Linked DNA regions of Mus musculus: region 2 is linked to region 1. The links are chromatin contacts, called in public Hi-C maps. All regions are on one chromosome and are shown on one strand. The core of a region is the stretch at or near the end of the contact, and the rest is flanking DNA. Distances in the headings are between cores, read along the strand shown. Region 1 has its middle 93 kb from the start of Gm23324. Region 2 has its middle 76 kb from the start of Gm24680.

Region 1 (5,490 bases), core at 2,744-5,243:
GTGTTCCTGCTCTACCCCATGCCACTTTAAAAACAAACAAACAAACAAACAAACAAAAACAGAATATCACCTTGATAATACAAAAATCATCTCCCAAGGAAGTGAAATACATGCTTACTTATTTTTATTATATCAAACACTATGAAGACTACTCAATAGACATATATATCTTACCCAATATTCTTAATATCATTTCTGCCCTACTCATGCTTGAAGATTTGTGCAGATTTTGTGATAAAAATATCATTTTTTCAAATGATTATTTTTCTTTTAACAAATCTGTTTAAGTGGGGTACTATATAAGATACTCAGTTCTGAAATTCATCAGCAGCTGAATGATTTAAAAGGCTAAACTTTTCAATAAATTGATAGTGTCTGGATCAATCTTAATGTATGTAACTGGAAGCTGAGACAATGAGGTGGCATTTAGAATCACTTCCCCTTGATTAAAATTGTTGCTTTAAAGATTTTAACCTGGTTTTATGCTGATGTCCTTAATCCACTTGGACTTGAGCTTTTGGCAAGGTGACAAATATGGGCCTATTTTCATTCTTCTACATACAGACAGCAAGTTAGACCAGCACCATTTATTGAAGATGCTTTCTTTTTTCATTGTATATTTTTGACTTCTTTGTCAAAGATCAAGTATCTGTGAGTGTATGGTTTTATTTCTGGATCTTCAATTCTATTCCATTTACCAACCTGTCTGTTTTTGTACCATTACCATGCAGTTTTTATCACTATTGCTCTGTAGTAAAGCTTGAGGTCAGGGATGGTGATTCCCCCAGCAGTTCTTTTATTGTTAAGAACTGTTTCACCACTCTGGGTTTTTTTTGCTTTTCTAGTTGAATTTGAGAATGGCTCTTTCGATGTCTTTAAAGAATTGTGTTGGGATTTTGATGGGGATTGCATTGAATCTGTAGATTGCCTTTGGTAGGATGGCCATTTTTACTATGTTAATTCTGCCAATCCATGAGCATGGGAGATCTCTCCATTTCTGAGATCTTCTTTGATAACTTTCTTGCGAGACTTGAAGTTATTGTCATATAGGTCTTTCACTTGTTTGGTTAGAGCTATCCCAAGATATTTTATATTATTTGTGACTATTGTGAAGGCTGTTGTTTCTCTAATTTCTTTCTCAGCCTATTTATCTTTTGTGTAGAGGAAGGCTCCTGATTTATTTGAGTTAATCTCATATCCAGCCACTTTGCTGAAGTTGTTTATCAGCTGGAGAAGTTATCTGGTACAAATTTTGGGGTCACTTATATATACTACTATATATCTGCAAACAGTGATAACTTTATTTCTTCTTTGCCAATTTGTATTCCCTTGATGTCTTTTTGTTTTCTTATTGTTTGTGCTAGCACTTCAAGTACTATGTTTAGTAGATATGGGGAAAATGGGCATCCTTGTCTTGTCCCCGGTTTTAGTGGGCTTGCTTCAAGTATGTCTCCTTTTAATTTGATATTGGCTGTAAGGTTGGAGATTTAAGCTTGATCATGTTACACTATGGTTTTGGGATGATTTAAAGGCAAAATATAAGGCCAATTTCTTTTTAACCAATTCTGACATTTATCTTTCTCATATTTTTGAGTGTGCCTATTATTAACACTAGTGCTTTAACCTGTTTTTTCCTATTTCTTCTGGACCTAGACCTCAGTCATTATCCAAGGTCTGCTATCTATCTATCCATCTATCTATCTATCTATCTATCTATCTATCTATCTATCTATCTATCTATCTATCTAAATTGGAATGAATATATATTTTTCTTGCCATATTAAAATTAAAAGAAATATAGTTTTACTATAAAACAGACTTATAATTTAGATAATAAAGTAAAACAAACAAATACATCTGTTTAAGTTTAAATTTTAAAATGTCTTTAAGCAATCCTTAACTATTGTTGTCATAGCCTTTTTTTCTTTTTCTTTTTAGATCTAAAACTAAATTTATATTGAATTATACAAATTTATATGAAGTATATAAACAAATACAGAGGTGGGTGCTCACAGACATCCACTGGACAGAGCACAGGGTTCCCAATAAAGGAGCTAGAGAAAGGACCCAAGGAGCTGAAGGGGTTTGCAGCCCCATAGGAGGAATAACAATATGAACTAACCAGTACCCCGAGAGCTCCCAGGGACTAAATTACCAATCAAAGAGCACACATGGTGGAACTCATGGCTCCAGCTGCATATGTAGCAGAGGATGGTATGGTTGGACATCAATGGGAGAAGAGGTCTTTTGTCCTATGAAGGTTCTATGCCCCAGTGTGGGGAAATGCCAGGGCCAGGAAGTGGGAGTGGGTGCGTTGGTGAGCAAGGGTAGGGATAGGGGGTAGGGGCAGGGGACATTTTTAATGTAAATAAAGTATCCAATAATATTTAAAAAATTGTACCATGTAATTTAAAAAGATACATTATATACTGTTATACTGGATTTTTCTTTTTTGTTTCTTTTCATTCTTTTTTATTAGATATTTTCTTTATTTACATTTCAAATGCTTATAATGAAAGTTCCCTCTCCCCTCCCCCACCCTGCTCCCCTACCTACCCACTCCCCCTTTTTGGCCCTGGCGTTCCCCTGTACTGGGGCATATAAAGTTTGTGTGTCCAATGGGCCACTCTTTCCAATGATGGCTGACTAGGCCATCTTCTGATACATATGCAGCTGGAGACATGAGCTCCAGGGATACTGGTTAGTTCATATTGTTGTTCCACTTATAGGGTTGCAGACCCCTTCAGCTCCTTGGGTACTTTCTCTAGCTCCTCCATTGGGGTCCCTGAGTTCCATCTAATAGCTGACTGTAAGCATCTTTTTCAATGCATCTGTTCCCGGGGCCATGAGAGCAGAGACTCTGTTTCTTCCTAAGATCTATCTAAGGTCATGATCTATTTCATATTGTTCCAGATAGAAGTGACCCTGACTAAAACATCTGGACCCCAACAGTGTTCCCAAACAAATCTTCTTTCCATTATAGTAATTTTATGAATATTTTTCACAGAAAATGTGGGGCAAGTGGACCATGCCACCAGACAGAAGAACTGATCAGACTGAGTGAGCTCAGACCCCTGTGAATCTCAGAAATGAGAATACAGGGAGAGGAAACACTCCTTGGATGCATGCTTTCCAAGGGGTAGCCATGACACCCTGCTGAGAGGACCTTGACAATCAGTCAGGTACCAAAAACATCTGGCATCCTTTTCCATGCAAATAGAGCACTACAAACATCTCAAATTGTGCCACTAAGAAACATCGATCCCTGCACCAAGACCATCACCGCCACCACCCACTCCTCGATGTTTTTAAAATTCTTGTCCACGTGGAATAAAGTATACAGTATACAAGATATTTCACAAAAAAATCCTCTGAGAGTGACTCTTTTACTGAGCTGTAACACATGGGAAGAGTTCTCTTTTGTCCAACGCATTTATCACTGGATCTTGGACCTGCCTGACAGGCTATGCTCACTGTTTAGCTGCCCCTGTCGCTGCCATTTTAAGACCAGAAGAGTCTTTCATCAAGAATGTCCCACTGTCAGAAACACAGAGAAGGAGATCCATGCAACAAGCAAGAGGTTTATTGATCCAGTGTGCTCTGGGGCTGTCCTACAATTGGGGAAGAGGTGACCCCGAAGATAATAAGCACACACTTTTTTTTATTACATATTTTCCTCAATTACATTTCCAATGCTATCCCAAAAGTCCCCCATACCGTTGGTTTAAGCCCAGTGGTGGCCCGAACTGATCTTTCTCAGCATTTGTGGCTCCAGGTGAGGTGAGGTCTTAGTCACCAGAAGAGGGAACTGAAACACTTTTGGTCGTTATCTGCACCTGCATTGTGGTCAGGGCTTCCTTGTAAAGCTTGTTTTGCTGGGTCATTTGGGGAAGGAAGTGTTCATCACAACCTTCTAGTGGAAAGTCCCCAGGGTGCTATCCTGGAAAGGACTTTCAGCGGTCATCTTATGTTCTCTAAGGTCGCACACCATTGTTGCGGCCCATGTTGCCCCTGCCGTTGGAACTGGCATTGCAGAGGGAGTGAGATCTTGGCTACCTGCCCCACAAAGGCTTCGAGAACTTCTTTCCTTCTTTGTAAGAGCTGTAATAAGTTCAGCTTTTCCGGGGTACCAAGAGAGCCATTCAATTTATTTGTTCTGGTTCCTCGAAGGACAAAAAGTAACAGAAAGTTGATTAGTACATAATCTGAGAAAGAGTTAAGGACAGGTAATGCCTTTAAAAATATATTGATTTATTATTTTTGGACCTGAGAGGAACACCTTATTATGAACTCTTGTTAAGCTTTGATGGAATGTGTACTTGTATTGGGATCAAAACTTATACGACCCATGTAAAGAATTCTGCACCCACATCATGTTTAATATTACATGAGACTGAATGCTACTCATTCAAAGATGGTCACGAGTGACTGTCCTCTGAGCCATACAACTTCTATCTTGAAGAAATTAGCTCTTCTATATCAAATCTGCCTGCAGAAGATAATCCCAGATGGCATGTTTACATTGGACCTTCCCATATGGATGGTCAGAATATGGCCACTTTGCCTTTTCATGTGGGAACTCTGCCCCTGGCCTAGGGGAGGGATTAGAGTAGACAGAGAGCAGGGAGTCTGTTATGTGGGAATGGAGAAGCTCTAGTTGATAACACTTTCTAGGTGTAGCAGGTTCGGGGAAAGAATACCGAAATCTATCTAACTCCTCATCTAGGCTCTGTAAGGAAGTGAAGTAAATTCATTGGTTCCCCAGCATGAACTTTGGTGGAATTATCCCTTAATCTGCCATTGTAAGATTGAGAGCAGGAGTAGACATTGCTTAGTTTCTCCAAGGGAAGGAAAGAATATTCGCATCAGAGACATCGTTTTGCTGCATCCTAGGAATAAAACTCACTGACAAGGAATGATGTTGCCTTAAGTCAAAAGAAAGGAGAGAATGAGAAAAGAAAGAAAAAAAGAAAGGAAGGAAGAAAGAAAACAAAAGAAGAAAAAGAAATCAAGAAGCAACTTATAGATATTGTAGTATCTAACAAAACAGGTTTCAAAAAGGAAAAAAAGAAAAAAAAAAACCCTAATCCACAGAGGAGAAGGCTACTACATACTTATTACAAAAGATAATTTATTAAGAATATATTACAACTTTAAACATTTGTACATCATAAGCAAGGGCAACCCAGTGTATAGAAGAATTACCACTATAGTTTAAATAAAATTGATCTTAAAACAGCAATGGCAAGGGGCTTCAGTATCTCAATCTTACCTATAGATCAGACATCCAGACAGAAATAAACAGAAATACTGAAGTTAAATCATGCCATACATGAAGTGAACCTAAGACATGTCTATAGAGAATTCCACACAAATGCTAGAGAATAAGCTTCCGGATCAGAAGGCCATAAAACTTTCTACAACACTGATCCAGTTACTGGACACAAAGCAAAATTTCAGAATCAAAATAAGATTGAAACAACACCTTGT
Region 2 (5,705 bases), core at 618-3,117, 460 kb after region 1:
CCCTCCCAATTCCTACCCTCTGCCACATCCCCTTCCTGTCATTCATTATACGACATAACTCGAATTTGAAGTTCCCTGTGTGAATAACCATTTCCTCCAAATAGAAACCTCTCTGATGAAAGCTGATGCATCAATTAATAGTTATAACAATAAATCACAGTGTTAAATAATCATGACAATAAATCATTAAGAGTTTGTGTAATACTATACCCCCTTAGCACTATGTTCTTACCTATGATTAGTATTTCCTCAGATTCTTGGCTCATTCAAGGTTCCAAGTGTGGGATTCATCTTGTGGAGTAGACCTGAAATGCAATCAGAAAGGGGTGGCTTTTCTTGTCACGACTGCACCAATAGACTTGGTTTGCCAAGCCAGTTGTTACTATAATTTGTGATTTTCACAGTTGGGGAAGATTCATCATTATTTTTCTCCTCTGGTAGCATGAAGAGCTACCTATATTACTGTGACACCTATCAGTAGAGATGAAAATGTCAGATCAGTCAGTGCTAATATAATTTGAACATATTTACTTATGGTATCTGTGATGGTTTATATATGCTTGGCCCAGGAGAGGCACTAGTAACCTTTTTGGAGTAAGTGTGTCACTATGAGCAAAGACTTTAATACCCTAGTGCTAGCTGTCTGAGAGTCAATCTTCCACTAGAAGCCTTCAGATGAAGATATAGAGATCTCAAGTCTACATGCATCACACTTGCCTAGATGATGCCCTGCACCTACCTTGATGATAACAGACTGAACCTCTGAACTTGTAAGCCTAGCAAATTAAATGTTGTTCTTTATAAAATTTGCCTTAGTCATGGTGTTTTTCAAAGCAGAAAACCCTAAATAAGACAGAAGTTGGTGCCAGAATCTGGGGTATGGCTATGATAGGCCTGACCATGCCATTTTTGGAAGAATGTGGATTTGGAACTTTGGATTTGGAAAGTGATAGAATGTTTCAAATAAAGCTTAATGGGACATCTTAGTAGAAATATAGAAGATTTTGTTGCTTAGAATAATCTGAATGGTGCAGACCTGTCCCAAGCTGTTTCTAAGAAGAAGAATTTCAGTATATGGCATAGAGATTGATTTTGTGGTACTTTGGTGAAGAATATGGCTGCTTTTTGCCCTTGTTGGAAGAGTCTACCTGAGGCTAGGGGGAAGAGATTTATATCAATTGAATTGACAAAGGAATTCTCAAAAGAGCCTAGCAGAGAATTTGTTCTCTGTTTAAGTCTCATGAAGAGCATTTTGAAAAAATCTTAGCAGGCTTAGAAAGAAAAAACTATGAAATATATGATTAGATTATTAAAGTGGCACCAGGAATTGGAATGGAGCAAAATCCTGTGTTCTAGAAGATAGAAGATTAAAAGAGTGAGACTTTGGGGCAAGATCTTACCCAGCTAAATTTAGATCCAGGCATGGTGGTGCACACATTTAATCCCAGGAGACAGGCATGCAGATCTCTTAATTCCAGGTCAATCTAAAGAGCAAGATCCAGGACAGATAAGCTTAGGCCTTTAAGGAGTGGAAAAAAAAGAAAGCTGGAGATAATGTAATAGAACAAGTGGGGAGGGCATTTCCCAGCTACTGCACGCAGCAGAACTCAGCAGCTTTGGCCATGTGCCTCTAGTTTGGGGGTGAAAAATACATGGGACTATTGGGACAATTGATACTGGTTTTCTAGGGCTAAGAAATCAGTGGTGATTAAGAAGAGACTAATAAAAAAAGAAGAGAACAAAATCACTGAGGTGAAAACTTCTGGGAAATGTTTTCTGAGAGCACAAATAAACTGTGTTCCAGAGCTAACCAAGATTGTACCTCATCCTGCATATGTACTCAGTGATGTGTAAGAATCACCCAGGTGGTTCTGGTTTTGAAGTCATGAAAGGGTAATGAAGAGAAGCTGAAAAACTGTGAGAGGCTTGGCACTGTGAAAGGTCATTGGTAAAGGTGTAGCCTCAGTTGTAGTTGAACTCAGAACTGAAGGGATCATACAAAGGAGCTGATGATTGACACCATGAAGAGAGCCTATGAGAGGCAATTGTTGAAACCTAGTTGCAGTTGAAGACTGCAGCATATTGGAGATGGAATGAACACCTGGAACAGAAGCAACAGCGGAGTGAATCCAACCAGAGCCTAGAGTTCTACAGAGGGCAGAGCTGGAGAAGTGACAACAGCCCTTTGGAGGATCCCAGAGGATCATGTGTGGATCTCAGACATTGAAATAAGAAGCTGTAAAAGTTAAGTTTCCTAGGAGACCCTAAGATGTTTGAGATGTCAGAATCATGGGAATTCTCTTGAGGAAAGCTGTGAATAGGGAGTTGGGACCAGCCCAGGAGAAAGAAGATTGTTGCAGTCAGCAAAGATGAAAAAGGTTTGGGATATCTGAAGACTGCTTTGACATCAGACATGGATATGCAAAGATTGGCGTTTGCCCAACTGATTTCCTTGATGATAATGGAGGACCTCTGAACCTGTAAACCAGCCCAATAAAATGGTGCCTTAGTAAGATACAAATTATTAGATTTAAATGCTGTTAAGTAAAAGTACAAAATCAAAATATTCCAAAATATTTTGCAGATAAGTATACACATGTAGGCATGTTTTAATATATATTCTTCTGTGACTAATATTTATACTTCTTTAGATAAGCTGATACCACAATAGTTTGCCTTCAAGATTGCCAAATCTTTTCTTTCAGCAATTTGACATGACTTTATTCTCTTAAACACATTCTGACCTAAAATGATGACACTTGTCCATTGCCCTTATACAGGAGTTCAATGTTTTCTTGAGTAAAGTCACCACATTTGTTACTGGGAAATTCTCAAGATGATTCTGCAGAAGCACAATAGCAACATAAAGCGCCTGCCTCCTTGTGACACATTTCAAGTGGTAATGTTTTTCCTCCAACTCAATTATGTGGCATGCAATGAAGAAACACTGTTTATAAAAATGTCCCAAGTCTCTTTATCACATGCAGGAATAGCTAATGGTCATTAAATTACTAGGCTTCTCTGACTGATGTGTGTGGAAAGACAGTGTACTCTAAACATATTGCTGACTCATTTATTAAAACCTTATACTATTTCATCTATGCTTGAAATTTAGAATATTCTGCATCATGTTCTGAGTATACATTAATTCTAGAGACATAAAAATCTGAATTCAGCTTTATTTTGAAAGTTGTTCTTGATATGCTTGTGTGAACTTTTTTTATTTTTTAATGATGAGGATATAAATACCCTCATCATTGAAATAAAATCATATAAATACCCTTCTGTATGTGGGAAGACATACAGAAACAAACTCACTATGTTCTAAAATCATTTCTATCACCTATATTCCTTCCAATGCTAATCAATTCGTCCATAATATTTGGCATTTAAGCTTTTATAAACTTTTTATGTTCCTACATGTATCTTGCTTCTATTTAAGAAGCACTTTATAAAAATCTAAATTTTCTAAATATGAAAAGTTTAATGTTATGTCCATACTAAAATAAATTTGTTGTATAATAAATTTTTAATGTGGGAAAATTCTATCTATAATTTCATTACTAACATATTAATTATTGCCACTGCACATATAGTATTAGATATATTAACCATATTTTATACACACGGTCTGTCTTCTTAAATTAAATTTCTATAAATTACACATATTTCCTTAAGTATTCAGATTTTAATCTATAATCAGTTATCTATTATATACATTGATTTTTTTACAATAAGGTTGATTATATTCTTTATTTCTCACAACACCTAATAAATTATAAATATTTTGTGTTTTGATTTTCCACTCTTAATACAATACTGAGTTACTCACAATACTTGGCAGTGTCTCATGGAAATTGAACCACACATTTCTTATTTCTCTATCTTGGTATTCTTTGCTGAAGCTTCAATGGTAAGTTGCAGAAAGTCATTGCAAATGATGGCTTGTATATACATTTCTAGTTGTGAGACCATCAACTCTAATAAAGGTTTGTAAATGACAAATGGACACAGTCGGTACACACTGTGATATGAATGTCTTACACAAAAACATCAATGTATATTCAACCTGCTTTCTACTTATTGAAATAAATATTTCCAGTAAAAAAAAACATTAATAATCATATTTGGATTTTAATTCTCTCCATTAAAGTTCTGTGAAAAAAGTATTCTTCATTAAATATCCAATTTTATGTTAATTTCTAGGATGTCATTTAATAAGTATGTAAAAACTTGCCAATTATTATGAAAACTATATTAAAGCAATGAGATAGTATTTTAAATTTGGTATTAAATTTAAGTATAATGAATTAAATATCATTTTCAAACAAAATCAACCTCGTCCCTCTAGTTTAATTTTCTGTGACAACTCCACATAATTATTTATCTATATAACCACTTGTCTAAGTATGTTTTGCTTAAACAAAAAGCTAACCTTTACATTAGTCATTTTTTTGAACCATTTTACAAAGTTATTTGTCTTTTTTTTCTCTTCAAATATTGTTTTGTTCTCATACTTTTCAGATCTTTTGGAGAACTAAATCACACAATTAACAATAGAGTTTGAACTGTGATTTCTGTGTATTTGGGTGTGTGTATGCGTGCTTGTAAAATTCCCTACTTTTTAATGTGTTTCATTTTGAATGTTTTGTCCTCAAAGTACATTGCTGTTAGATAATTATCTCAACATATATAACTAATGAGAAGTTTATTGCAACGAATGAGTGGCCACAACCTTCAATTTCTGAGAATTTCCTAGTTTTTGCCTGGTGAAAATTTCAGTAAGATATTTTGAGCCATGCAAACATCATGCAAGCCTCATCAGAGAAGGTTCTGTTTGCAGCAAGTGTCAATTAGCACACACGTGCACAAGTACTGACAGGGTAGAAAATAAGGGACTGCATATTGAGAGGTCTTAAATGGAACATTTGTATCTTGCTCAACGCTTCAAGGTCCAGGCATCACTTAGGAAGAGGAAGCACTAATGACCAGGCATCACATAGGAAGAGGAAGCACTAGTGATCAGGCATCACTTAGGAAGAGGAAGCACTAGTGATCAGGCATCACTTAGGAAGAGGAAGCACTAATGATCAGGCATCACTTAGGAAGAGGAAGCACTAGTGATCAGGCATCACTTAGGAAGAGGAAGCACTAGTGATCAGGCATCACTTAGGAAGAGGAAGCACTAATGATGATCAGGCATCACTTAGGAAGAGGAAGCACTAGTGATCAGGCATCACTTAGGAAGAGGAAGCACTAATGATCAGGCATCACTTAGGAAGAGGAAGCACTAATGATCAGGCATCACTTAGGAAGAGGAAGCACTAATGATGATCAGGCATCACTTAGGAAGAGGAAGCACTAGTAATCAGGCATCACTTAGGAAGAGGAAGCACTCATGATCAGGCATCACTTAGGAAGAGGAAGCACTAGTGATCAGGCATCACTTAGGAAGAGGAAGCACTAGTGATCAGGCATCACTTAGGAAGAGGAAGCACTAATGACCAGGCATCACATAGGAAGAGGAAGCACTAGTGATCAGGCATCACTTAGGAAGAGGAAGCACTAGTGATCAGGCATCACTTAGGAAGAGGAAGCACTAATGATCAGGCATCACTTAGGAAGAGGAAGCACTAGTGATCAGGCATCACTTAGGAAGAGGAAGCACTAGTGATCAGGCATCACTTAGGAAGAGGAAGCACTAA

The links. Hi-C and Micro-C count contacts between places; a contact is called where the count stands out from the background.
Region 2: a contact with region 1 is called in a Hi-C map of pro-B cells, with 4 times the contacts expected there. The contact joins two enhancer-like sites. A contact is called at or near these places in 2 of 15 datasets of contacts at CTCF or cohesin (large pre-B cells and pro-B cells), 1 of 484 Hi-C or Micro-C datasets (pro-B cells) and 1 of 115 datasets of contacts at active chromatin or transcription factors (large pre-B cells).

Annotation. Positions count from the first base shown.
Region 1 is chr14:94,538,303-94,543,792 of GRCm38.p6, forward strand. No RefSeq gene overlaps it. Among named protein-coding and RNA genes, the nearest start is that of Gm23324, 93 kb to the left of the region's middle. Within about 2 kb of position 3,994, at least 14 of the 459 cell types and tissues checked have an H3K27ac peak or open chromatin away from gene starts, as enhancers often do. A contact at or near this core is called in pro-B cells, where this site is marked.
Region 2 is chr14:95,002,929-95,008,633 of GRCm38.p6, forward strand. No RefSeq gene overlaps it. Among named protein-coding and RNA genes, the nearest start is that of Gm24680, 76 kb to the left of the region's middle. Within about 2 kb of position 1,868, at least 5 of the 459 cell types and tissues checked have an H3K27ac peak or open chromatin away from gene starts, as enhancers often do. A contact at or near this core is called in pro-B cells, where this site is marked.